Linked DNA regions of Bos taurus: region 2 is linked to region 1. A link is a contact called in public Hi-C data. All regions are on one chromosome and are shown on one strand. Each heading gives the region's core, a stretch centred on a gene start, on an enhancer-like site or on the middle of the called end of the contact. The rest is flanking DNA. Distances are from core to core; before and after follow the strand shown. Region 1 overlaps ADGRF5 (adhesion G protein-coupled receptor F5). Region 2 has its middle 55 kb from the start of ADGRF1.

Evidence for each region. A called contact is a pair of places that touch in the nucleus more often than the background predicts.
Region 2: a Hi-C map of liver shows a contact between it and region 1, with 9 times the contacts expected there. The contact joins two enhancer-like sites. A contact is called at or near these places in 5 of 11 Hi-C or Micro-C datasets (blastocyst, liver, skeletal muscle and 1 more).

Annotation. Positions count from the first base shown.
Region 1 is chr23:20,060,824-20,066,311 of ARS-UCD2.0, reverse strand. ADGRF5 (adhesion G protein-coupled receptor F5) reads left to right here. Exons shown (of 21, transcript NM_001193243.1): 19 at 435-494; 20 at 1,331-1,415; 21 at 3,498-4,760. The coding sequence ends at 3,577. Among named protein-coding and RNA genes, the nearest start is that of TRNAC-ACA, 34 kb to the right of the region's middle. Within about 2 kb of position 3,456, at least 9 of the 102 cell types and tissues checked have an H3K27ac peak or open chromatin away from gene starts, as enhancers often do. A contact at or near this core is called in liver, where this site is marked.
Region 2 is chr23:20,200,532-20,206,023 of ARS-UCD2.0, reverse strand. No RefSeq gene overlaps it. Among named protein-coding and RNA genes, the nearest start is that of ADGRF1, 55 kb to the left of the region's middle. Within about 2 kb of position 2,348, at least 5 of the 102 cell types and tissues checked have an H3K27ac peak or open chromatin away from gene starts, as enhancers often do. A contact at or near this core is called in liver, where this site is marked.

The sequences.
Region 1 (5,488 bases), core at 2,207-4,706:
CAGTACTTCTCCTTCTCTGACTTACTTCGCTCAGTATGACCATCTCTAGGTCCATTCACGTTACTTCAAATGGCATTATTTCATTATCTTTAATGGCTGAGTAATATTCCACTGTATATATGTGCCACATCTTCTTTATCCATTCCTCTATCGATGGACATTTAGATTGCTTCCATGTCTTGGCTATTGTAAACAGTGCTACAGTGAACACTGGTGTGCATGTATCCTTTTGGACCGTACTGCTCTCTGGGTATATGCCCAGGAGGGGGATTGCAGGGTCATACGGTAGCTCTGTTCTTAGTTTTTTAAGGGACCTCCACACTGGTCCCCACAGTGGCTGTTACCAATTTACATTCCCACCAACAGTATAGAAAGCTTCCTTTCTCTCCAAACCCTTCTCAGCATTTGACAGTGGCTTCTCTTAAACTCTGCAGGTGCAGGAAGCCTTGCTGAACAAGTATTCACGGTCAAAATGGTCTTCACAGCACTCAAAGGTAAATAGTTTCTTTGTAGAGACTCTGAAAAACCCCTCTCTCTCCACTACCAATTGTAGTGTAGTGTAATAATTACAGATTATTCCACCGTGTTTGCTTTGTACCTGATTCTGCCTTTTAATAAAAAACCATGGCAATGAACTAGCATTTAGATGCTGTCCCCACATCTTAAAATAGGGGTTATAGGGGCCAATAGCTTGGATAGTATCAACTGGAAGTTAAGACCAAATTTCCATGAGAAGCAATCTTCTGGGGAAACTCAAGGCCATTTATGAGCCTTGAGAACACAATTTGAAGAATAATGATGAATTTTGTGTAGTTCTTCTTGGAAAATAACTATTTGTTTTCACATGTCAGAAGACAATAAACCTTATCAAACGGTAAAATACATATTTGGAAGTCAATTGCCTAATACCTATGACGAGACTCTGGTGTTTCAAAAGGTGGCTTTCCTGCTTAAATTGAAAGTGGTATTCACTCAGTCGTGTCCAGCTCTTTGGCACCCAAGAACTTTAAGCCCACCAGGCCCCTCTGTCCATGGAATTCTCCAGGCAAGAACACTGGAGGGGGTTGCCATTCTTTTCTCCAGGGGATCTTTCTGATCCAGGGATTGAAGCCAGGCCTCCTGCATTGCAGGCAGATTCTTAACGGCCACCAGTAGGCTTTCCGGCTTAATTTGTCTGAAATAGAAATTCAGGTTCATCCAGGCCCTCTCCTTAGGTGAGATGAAAATGCAGGCAGTGACCACGAGAGGGCAGCAAACAAATCATCTTACAGATTCACACAGGACCTTGGACTAACATGTTTACTTTGTAATTCTTTTTTTTCTTCTCTAGTCAACGTCCATAGGTTCATCTACACCTGTATTTTCAATGAGTTCTCCAATATCAAGAAGATTTAACAATTTGTTTGGTAAAACAGGTACGTAGCGTCCTCTAGATGTTTCCTGGGTTGACCTAAACATATTTGCCCCGGGGGTAAATCTCACCCCTAGTGTCTAACTGTCTACTTCATAACATTGACCCACAGTGGCCTTATTTGGAGCAGAGGTTAAATACTGCTTATATTTTCCCAAACTACCAGGAGGTTGGTACAGAGGGCAACTGCCTTCAGCCTGCAGAGAACTCTACATCAAAACCATATCCACCATAAAAATGGGAACTGTATGTTAATTGCTATCCTAATCAAACACAAAGTTCTATTCATGTTATATAAGAGTAGGCAGGTCATAGTTCTGGGTTCTGGTACAGTGAAGAAAATAATTGGAGGATCCTACCATAGCATCCCACGCTGTGAGTTTCATTTCTTTTTTTTTTTTCTTTTTTTGGAGTGTTCTTGTTTTACACATGGGCATTTTTAAATCCTTGCATACATATGAGGGGTCACCCGAGTTAGCTATTCTATTAGGGATATGTGCAATGAACATTTTCTCCCTTTAGACATAAGATGAAGGATGTGAATGACTTTGGGCAGTGGGCCTCAGCTGTTCTGGCAAGCTGAAACTCCTGTCCCATGTCACCCCAACTCCTCACCTCCTGCCAGGGAAAACAGGCACTAGAATTCCTTCCAGCTCCTCCAAACTGAACAGATCTCACAAACGAAGAAATGTATGAAATGTGTCGAAAGCCTTCCAGACTATGGCTCTCTGGATAAGAATGAATTTGGGGAATGCCTAACTTATTAAAGCTCAGGAGAACTTGGCATTTGGGGCTTCAGCTTGATGTTTTACTCATGAAACTGGAGGACCTTCACTTTTTGTTGGATCTGTTGTGAAATCATCCGAGATCCAGGATATGTTAGAACATTTCCCCTCGGCGGGCATTGTCCCTGGATCGTGTTTGTGGTGCTAAGTCGCTTCACTGTGTCCAACTCTTTGGGACTGCATGGACTGTAGCTCACCAGGCTCCTCTGTCCATGGGATTCTCCAGGCAAGAATACCGGAGTGGGTTGCCATTTCCTCCCGCAGGGGATCTTCCTGATCCAGGGATCAAACCAGTATCTCTTATGTCTCCTGCATTGGCAGGCAGGTCTTTGTCATTAGTGCCACCTGGGAAGCCCCGGATGGTGTTTAGCATTTGCATTAAAGCGAGAACAGTGAAAACTCTATGAAATGATTCCACAGAATCTGAGTTACACATTATGTAAGGCCAGTGAAGTGTGTTCCCTGTTTCTGAACCAGTCAGATCAAGAGCTGGGGCCCAGATCCCGAGGTCCTAGGGCCCGAGTCTCCCGGCCGCTGCCACTCAGCCTTTCAGGGTCATTCATGCTGATCCAAGGTGGCCTATTCGAGGGCTCCCTAATCACTGTAACTTTGGTTTATGTTGTCAGCAGCCCCAAGGGCTCCCCCAGGCAATGATGGAAACCCTGTTAGCCGTGGCAGTCCGCCCATCTGATGGTAGGGTGGGCACTGTGTCACTTCCCCTGCCCAACACACAGCCCCTACTGTTCGCCTGCTCTGTCCTCCCCCTGCCCCACGCTGGCATCAGTCTGTGCCGTTGCTCCCGGGCCGTTCTCCCTGCTACCCCTGTTGTTATCCCGACTCCTGCTGCTTTCCTGGTCCTGCCTCTTCTTCCCCTGCAATTTCCTCTTTTTTTACTTTCCTCCCTTTCCCCGGCTCAGACCCCTCCTGAGAGCTTCCCCAAGTCACACCAACCCAAGGGGACCAGGGATGTTCCTCCATATGGATGTCCCCTAGGCTGTTGCATGAGGCAGCATGCAGAGGGCTGCCCGTGTCAAGATCTCCCTGTCCTCTGTAGAAATCTGGCTGCTGGTGTGATGTGAAGTAGTTAGTGCTTGTCTTATCGGCTGCCACGCATGCTTGAGAACAGCTTGGTTTGTTCTCCAGGACTTCTGGGTCTGGGGAGGAGGGCAGGCATGGGTTCATTTCCAGGCATGGCTTAGCTGGCTCCTGGAGTAGAGCGCCCCCTGGGCGGGCAGCAGAGATTCACACCCCAGTGATCATGAAGCGGTGACCTTCAGCTGAGCTGCTGTTGTGTTTTTCAGGAACATACAATGTTTCCACCCCGGAAACAACCAGTTCATCCCTGGAAAACACATCCAGTGCTTATTCATTGCTCAACTAAGGACAGGAAAATCCAGCCCATGGGACCTCTTGGGAAACAGTGGATGTGCTCTGCAAAAGAGATCCTTTCCAAGCCGTGGGTAACATGTTTTTTCCGCAGGCCTCTGGGAGCAGATGCTGAAGAGACTTTGTTTTATGAGGGAAGAGGCTTTCTTTTGTAAAGACAGACCAAAGGAAATTGTTGCATTTATGTTGCTGCCCCACCCCTGTCTCTTGTGTGATACCAAATGTGTATAGTATTTAATTGAAACTCAAGCCAACTTCTCTGTCTATATTGTAAAATAGAATTTCAGAGACATTTTTCCTTTTCACACCCTGGGCCCAAAGATAAGCTTTGATTAAAATAATAAGTAAAAGGCCAGGACTTAGGAAACTCTTCAGTGAATTCTAGGAAGGAAGGATGGAAGAGAGGAAGAAAGAAAGAAGAGAGGGATGGAGGAAACTACAAGGAAAAAATATAGAGAATAACGGAAGGACGACATGTTAAGATTTCTATGTTAATGACCCAATACTTTTACTGCAACACTGAAAAATGACTCCAAAATGAAAACTGAAAATTAGCCATGGAGAAAGTTCAATATTTTCCTGGTGTTTTCTTAGCTAAGAGAGATCAAAAAAGGAAAAAAAAAAAAAGGCAATGAAAAAATAGGGAGGAAACTATATCATCAAGATGCTTTTAAGTGAATGATGATATTTACAAGAATTTCACAGAAGACATGACTCTGCTGATGCTAAACACATACATACGTGTTACTGTGTGTTAAGGTTGGAGCTAAGAGGAATGAATGGACAGAGGAAGTGTGATTAGATGATTAGATCCCAGCTGACCACCTGCTGATTACATTTTTAATATTAGTAGTTTAGTAGAACAGCCTTGGGTTTTGGTTTGTTCCACTTTTTATAAGCAAAAATATATATATTTGTCTATCCATTCATTTCCAAATGTGATATATTGCACTGAAAACAGACCCTCCCAACTGTCATGAATTATATTTAACAGCTTTAACCAGGTACTTTTCTGTGCATGCTAGAAAAGATTTGAATGATCTTACAGTGTTGTATATTATTATTTTTGTAGTTACTATGGATTGAGAGGCCCTGGATGTGCTGTATAGGTCTCTCTGTGTTAATTCTTCCAGTTCCTAAGTTCCCAGACCAATATACATTCAGAGTTTTCTACTGTCTAATTGGTATTTATTCTAACTACTTAGAAATCTTCTGGAAAAAGCTCTCCAGCTGGCTAGTCTGTGCTCCTAATGACACTTTACCTTGATGAACAGATGGTGCAGATTGTTTGTGAACTATGTGGCTGTGTGTGTTTCACCTGTGTGTGTGTGTGTGTGTGTGCATTTCATAAAAATATAATATAAATATTTATTAAAATCACATCCATAGCAAAGTTTACCATGTGCTGTAGCTACAGCAACCAAATATTCCAAATCACAGTCTGACCCTGGGGCCATAATGAAATAAAAAATGTGGGACTTCTCTGAAAATATGGGCAGTGTGGTCTTCATAAGGATGGCTCTAACAGGTCCAACCATCAGGAAGAAAGGACCAAAGAGGCTGAGACTCAATTACCATTTATTCGCTGAGGTTTGAAAGAGTTTTCTTTTAATAGTTTTACTGTTTAAAATCACTTCCTTTTATTTTTAATTAAATTCTACCTCTATCTCTCTTTTCTTTATGAGAAGGGAGAGATCGGACAGACAGAAATCCCAATCACGTTTCAAGGAAACGAACTCTTTTTTTTTCCCTTTTCCTACATACTCACAAGTGACATATATATCTATGCCCACATTTGCCAGCAAATTGTCACATCATTATCCCAACTGAAGAGTTCATTATTTAAAATCCCTGAAGGAAATGATTATAAAGCTCAAAATTCTCCAGGGGATGATCAACTTTGGGC
Region 2 (5,492 bases), core at 1,099-3,598, 140 kb before region 1:
TGTGCTCTTCAGCCCTGCACTGGCTGCCAGGTCTTGCTTTTGTGTCACCCCGTCCAAGCACCATGCTTGTCCCATGACAGGTCAGTAAATCCGGAAATGAAGTGCTGGGGTAGGCAACGGAGACTGTATTTGGAAAGCCAGCAGATGAAGACGGTGGACTAGTGTTCCGAAACACCACCTAGCCCAGATTCGGATGCTAGTTTCTTTTAAGGAGCCAAGACGAGAACATGAAGATGTCAAGCGAAAAAGGTGGTGTGTGTGTGTGTGTGTGTGTGTGCGCGCTCTAGTCGATCAGTCGTGTCCAACGCTTTGTGACCCCATGGATTGTAGCCCATCAGGTTCCTCTGTCCATGGGATTCTCCGGGCAAGAATACTGGAGTGGGTTGCCATTTCCTTCTCCAGGGGATCTTTCAACCCAGGGATCGAACCCAGGTGTTCTGCATTGCGTCAGATGCTTTACTGTCTGAGCTACTAGGGAAACCGTAAAAAAGGTGGTACGTTGTAAATATTTCCTGGTTCCAATCAGACTTCAGGAGATGTGTTCATTTCTTTTTTTCTGCAACTATTTGTAAGTGGGCTAAGGGCTTCCCTGGTGTCTCAGATAGTAAAGAATCTGTCTGCAGTGTAGGAGACCTGTGTTCAATCCTTGGGTTGGAAGATCCCCTGGAGAAGGAAATGGCATCCCACTCCAGTATTCTTGCCTAGGAAATCCCATGACAGAGAAGCTGGCAGGCTACAGTCCATGGGGTCTCAAAGAGTTGAACAGGACTGAACAACTAACACTTTCTTTCACTGGTCAAGAAGTTTCTTGTTAGCTAAACAAAGGCATTTTAGCTTAATGCTCAGGCAGGGGAGGCAGGGTTCCGCTAGACGGGCCATTATATATACTTTAAGTCTTAGGCAACAACCCATCAGTGATTAGCTTGTAGCAAAAGCAATAGCTTTCTCTGTCCACTCCATGCATCAATCTGGTATTGCAGTACCTCCAGAAATGTTGCACCTCCTCTGGGAAAAGAAGAAAAAGCAATAGAATACAAAATTTAAAGTAAAAGAAGCAGATCCAATGTGGAGTCACATTTATTCTTCCCAATTACACTAGCACACAATGGGTTTTGAAAGAAAGGATAGGAGAGGGAATAGAAGGGACCAAGGCCCTTGGGATTCCAGTTTCTGTGCTAGACTCAGCATAGATCACACCCTTTGATCCTAAAAATGACACAGTAAGTTGCATATTATTTTCCCCCTTCTACAGATGAAGCTGGGACTTAGAGAGTTTAGGTAAGTTGCATGCCTAAGGAGGGATATAGAGCACTCCACTCTTTGCAACCCCTGGGGCCCACCAGGCTCCTCTGTCCATGGGATTCTCCAGGCAAGAATACTGGAGTGGGTTGTTATTTCCATATTCAGAAAGCCTCTCAGCTTCGCTCCATGCGAGCAGCAACCATTCCTAATATTCTGAGAATCAAGATTTATTGCTTTGGGATAAATACTGGACTCTTAGGCTGTACCATGAAGTAATTTTTCCAGACTTGACTCCAGATTCTCCAGATAACCCAGGCAAGGTCAGGGAAGGGGTAGAACTTGAGAAGAGGACAAATGATGGGGGAAGAACCCCACTGATGACCACAAATTCTTTTGTAATTGGTCCCCATTTCACCTGGCTTGATCCTAAAAAAATGTGCCCAGGTACATATCCTTAAAGGGCTCTGTGCGGCTAATCTAGAGAATTCCCTTTCGGATGGAGTCCTTTGGCTCAACCTTAGGTGGTGCAGTGGTAAAGAACTCGCCTGCCAATGCAGGAGATACAGGAGACTCGAGTTCAGTCCCTGGGTGGGGAAGAGCTCCTGGAGTAGGAAATAGAAAGGCGCTCCAGTATTATTGCCTGGAGAATCCCATGGACAGAGGAGCCTGGCGGGCTACAGTCTGTGGGGTTGCAAAGAGTCGGACACGATTAAGCATGCACGCATGCACACTAGTTTGCCTCCATCATTTCTCTGCAGGTCAATTTCCCATGGGTAAAACCACAGTTCTGCATTCATGAGATAAGCTCAGAGATCCCATCCAGTCCTGACTTTCTCTGATTCTGTGCCTCTGCATAGGTAACACCTTGGGAGAAAAGAAATTTATCACCAAAGAATACCATGTGGGTTTGGCATGACTTTATCTTGCTGGCTAGGAATCACAGATAAAGCATTGCCAACAGCTACATTTATGCCAACCAGATGGGAGGCAACACCCCTCTGGAATTCTGACCTGATACTTGAAACCAGAGCAGAGGAGCGCCCCAGTGTGATGTGTTGCCAAGGGACACATTGCTTTCGTGGATAAGGTTTCCTGGTTCTTAGATCTCAGCCATGTCCCGCAACAGGGCATGGCGAGGTGGCTGTGGATTCCATGACAACACACGGCCAGGCACTGCCAAGGACAACTCTTCGTGGCATAAAAGATTTGCCTGCTGCTGGTGATAACGTGACTTTGTTTTCCTGAAGTAGCCTGGGTGGGAGCAGCAAGCCTGTCCTCTACATCACCTGATGACGGGAATGTTATACAGCCCTTCCTCATCAAGCTTTATTTAAAAATAAGAAGCTGTATTCATGAAATCACTTCCAGAATTTATGTTAACAACAGTTTACGTATTAAATTCTGCAAACATGCTGTGTACCTGCCCAGCTTCATTTAGACTAGAGCAATGATGCCCAAACTATAGTCCCAACCAGCAACATCAGCATGTCTGGAGATTGTCAGAAATGACAATTTGTAGGCCCTACTCCAGACCTCCTAAATCAGAAACTCTGGAGTGGATCCCAGGGACCTCTGTTGTAAGAAGGCCTCCTGGGGAAAAGAACCTGATGCTGGGAAAGATTAAGGGCAGAAGGAGAAGGGTTTGGCAGAGGATGAGATGGTTGGATGGCATCACTGACTCATGGACATGAGTTTGAGCAGGCTCTGGAAGATAGTGAAGGACAAAGAAGTCTGGTGTGCTACTGTCCATGAGGTCACAAAGAGTTGGACACGACTTAGTGACTGAACAACAAATTCGGGGACTCTGATGCACACTCAAATTTGGGAACCACTGACTTAGAGAACTCCGAGAGGGAATGTTCCAGACTGAGGGCAGGAGATTAGGATCTGAATAAACCTTGCCCTGTTCAGGAGATTAGCGTGGGAGTTTTCTGTTTCATTTTCTTGTCGATGCTTTCATGAGCCTCAGGAATCAATTCAGTGTTGGTACTGGTGTGAACAGGTGTTAGTGCCAGATGGCCATATTCCGCACAACAATCCATAACTGTTAAGAAAGAAAAAGGGGGTTGAGGCCTGGCTCCAACACTTACTGTGTTAACTTGGTTCCATTACCAAACACCACGTACTTCATCTGCAAGCAAAGGATAACCACGCTTTGCAAAGCTGTTGTTAGGAGTTCACGAGAGAAACATGAAAACTCTCAGCATACTGTCTGGTGTTTGGTAAACCTTCAACAAATATTGGTTATTACTAACATTTATAATGCTGATGCTAATAAAGCAGCATGATTTATATATGATATCGTCATTGCCCCCAGAGCAGTGCGTGTAGGGGATAGCTACAGTCTTCAGGGACCAGAGACAAGGGTTCATATCTCAGTCCTGGTCCTCACCACATTGGATAGGCAGTCAGTATCAATATCTTTTCTCTAATTATTTGTTTAAAATGGGAAAGATGATAATCGCCTATTGTAAGTAAATGAAAGCAGCTTGTGTAATTCCTGAATGCTATAGGAAGGAGGTCAATACATTTTCTTTTGTCTTCTTCCTTTTCATTGGGAAAATAAACCCAATTTTCAAGGGTATGAAGGTCAGTGTGCCAGAGATTTAGTCAAGTAGAGCATTCATATTGGAGTATTCAATCGAGGTAGCTTTGAAAATACCTGTTTAAAGCTGAGAAGAAAGGCTATGGCCAGTTATGAAGGAGAAAGGGACCCTGGATGTATATTTCTCTTTCTTATTCATTATCCTGTAGAAAAGTTTAAGGATCCTGACAATTAGGAAGAAAAATAGCCCAGGCCAAAGAAGGCTTTTCCAAGGAAGACTCCTGAAGGCTCACTAACCAAAAGAAATGTTGAATTATATTTCCCTTGTTAATAAAAAAAAAATAGACTTTAAGCATATAAAAAGCATTACCACAACTTCTGCTTAGGGCATCTCCAAATGAACAGGATACTCAGGTTCCTCAACTACAATCCCTTGCCAGTGCATCTCCCTTGGCCTTTTGTTTTTCACTTAAAGAAGACTGGCCACCGGGCTCAGATGTCTTTTTCTGGCCTCTCTTCCTTTCTGCTTCCACTCCCCGCCAATGCGTATACATTTTCCTCATCCTGTTGTTGCAGGTGCTGGGAGCAGTTATGTAATACAGTCATAGACATTTGGTGTGTCTAACGGAACCAAAGTGTACGTTTCTAGTACAAAGCATAAGAAATAAAGGAGGTGTGGCTATAAGACAGTAAGATTGAGTCTTCGATTCCAAAAATGAACTCTTAACTTTTATTTATTTGAGGAAGTTGAGTATGATGACTAGAAGTATGGAATCTGGTCTCTGAGTTTACACTATGCTTCTTTAAAAAAAAAAGCTTATTTGGTCACACGAGGTCTTAGTTGAGGCATGTGGAATCTAGTTCCCTGACCAGGGGCTGAACCTGGGGCCCCTGCATTGGAAGCACAGAATCTTAACCACTGGGCCACCAGGGAAGTCCCAGTACTGTAGCTCTTGCACTTAGCCCTGTGTCCTCTGGCAAGCGATTTTCATTCCTTTAAGGCCTCGGTGTTTTCAATGGTAAAATTGAAGCAGTGATAGTATCTGCCTACAGGGTTGTTATGGGAATTAAATGAAATAACACATGAAGCAAAATTCCTGGAACATAGTATGTACTCCATAAATATTAGCTATAATTACTTTCAGGGCTTCCCAGTTATGCTTAGTTTCTCAGTCGTGTCCGACTCTTTGTGATCTCATGGACTGTAACCTGCCAGGCTCTTCTATCCATGAGGATTCCCCAGGCAAGAATACTGGAGTGGGTTCCCATACCCTCCTCCAAGGGATCTTCGCAACCCAGGAATCGAACCCAGATTGAGCCACCAAGGAAGCCCAAGAACACTGGGATGGGTAGCTGGGGAACTTCCCAATTCAGGAACTGAACCAGGGTCTCCTGAATAACGGGTGGATTCTTTACCGGCTGAGCTACCCAGAAAGCCCAAAGGGGACGCTATGGCTGCATGGGCCTGGAATCCAACTCCAGCCTCCCGTGTGGCAGGTGGCTCAGTGGTGAAGAATCTGCCTGCCAAGCAGGATACGCAAGTTTGATCCTTACGTCAGGAAAATCTCCTGGAGAAGGAAATGGCAACCCATTCCAGTATTCTTGCCTGGGAAATCGCATAGACAGAGAAAACTGGAGGGCTACAGTCAGTGGAGTCACAGAAGAGTCAAACACAACTCTTAGTTAGCAACTAAACATCAACACT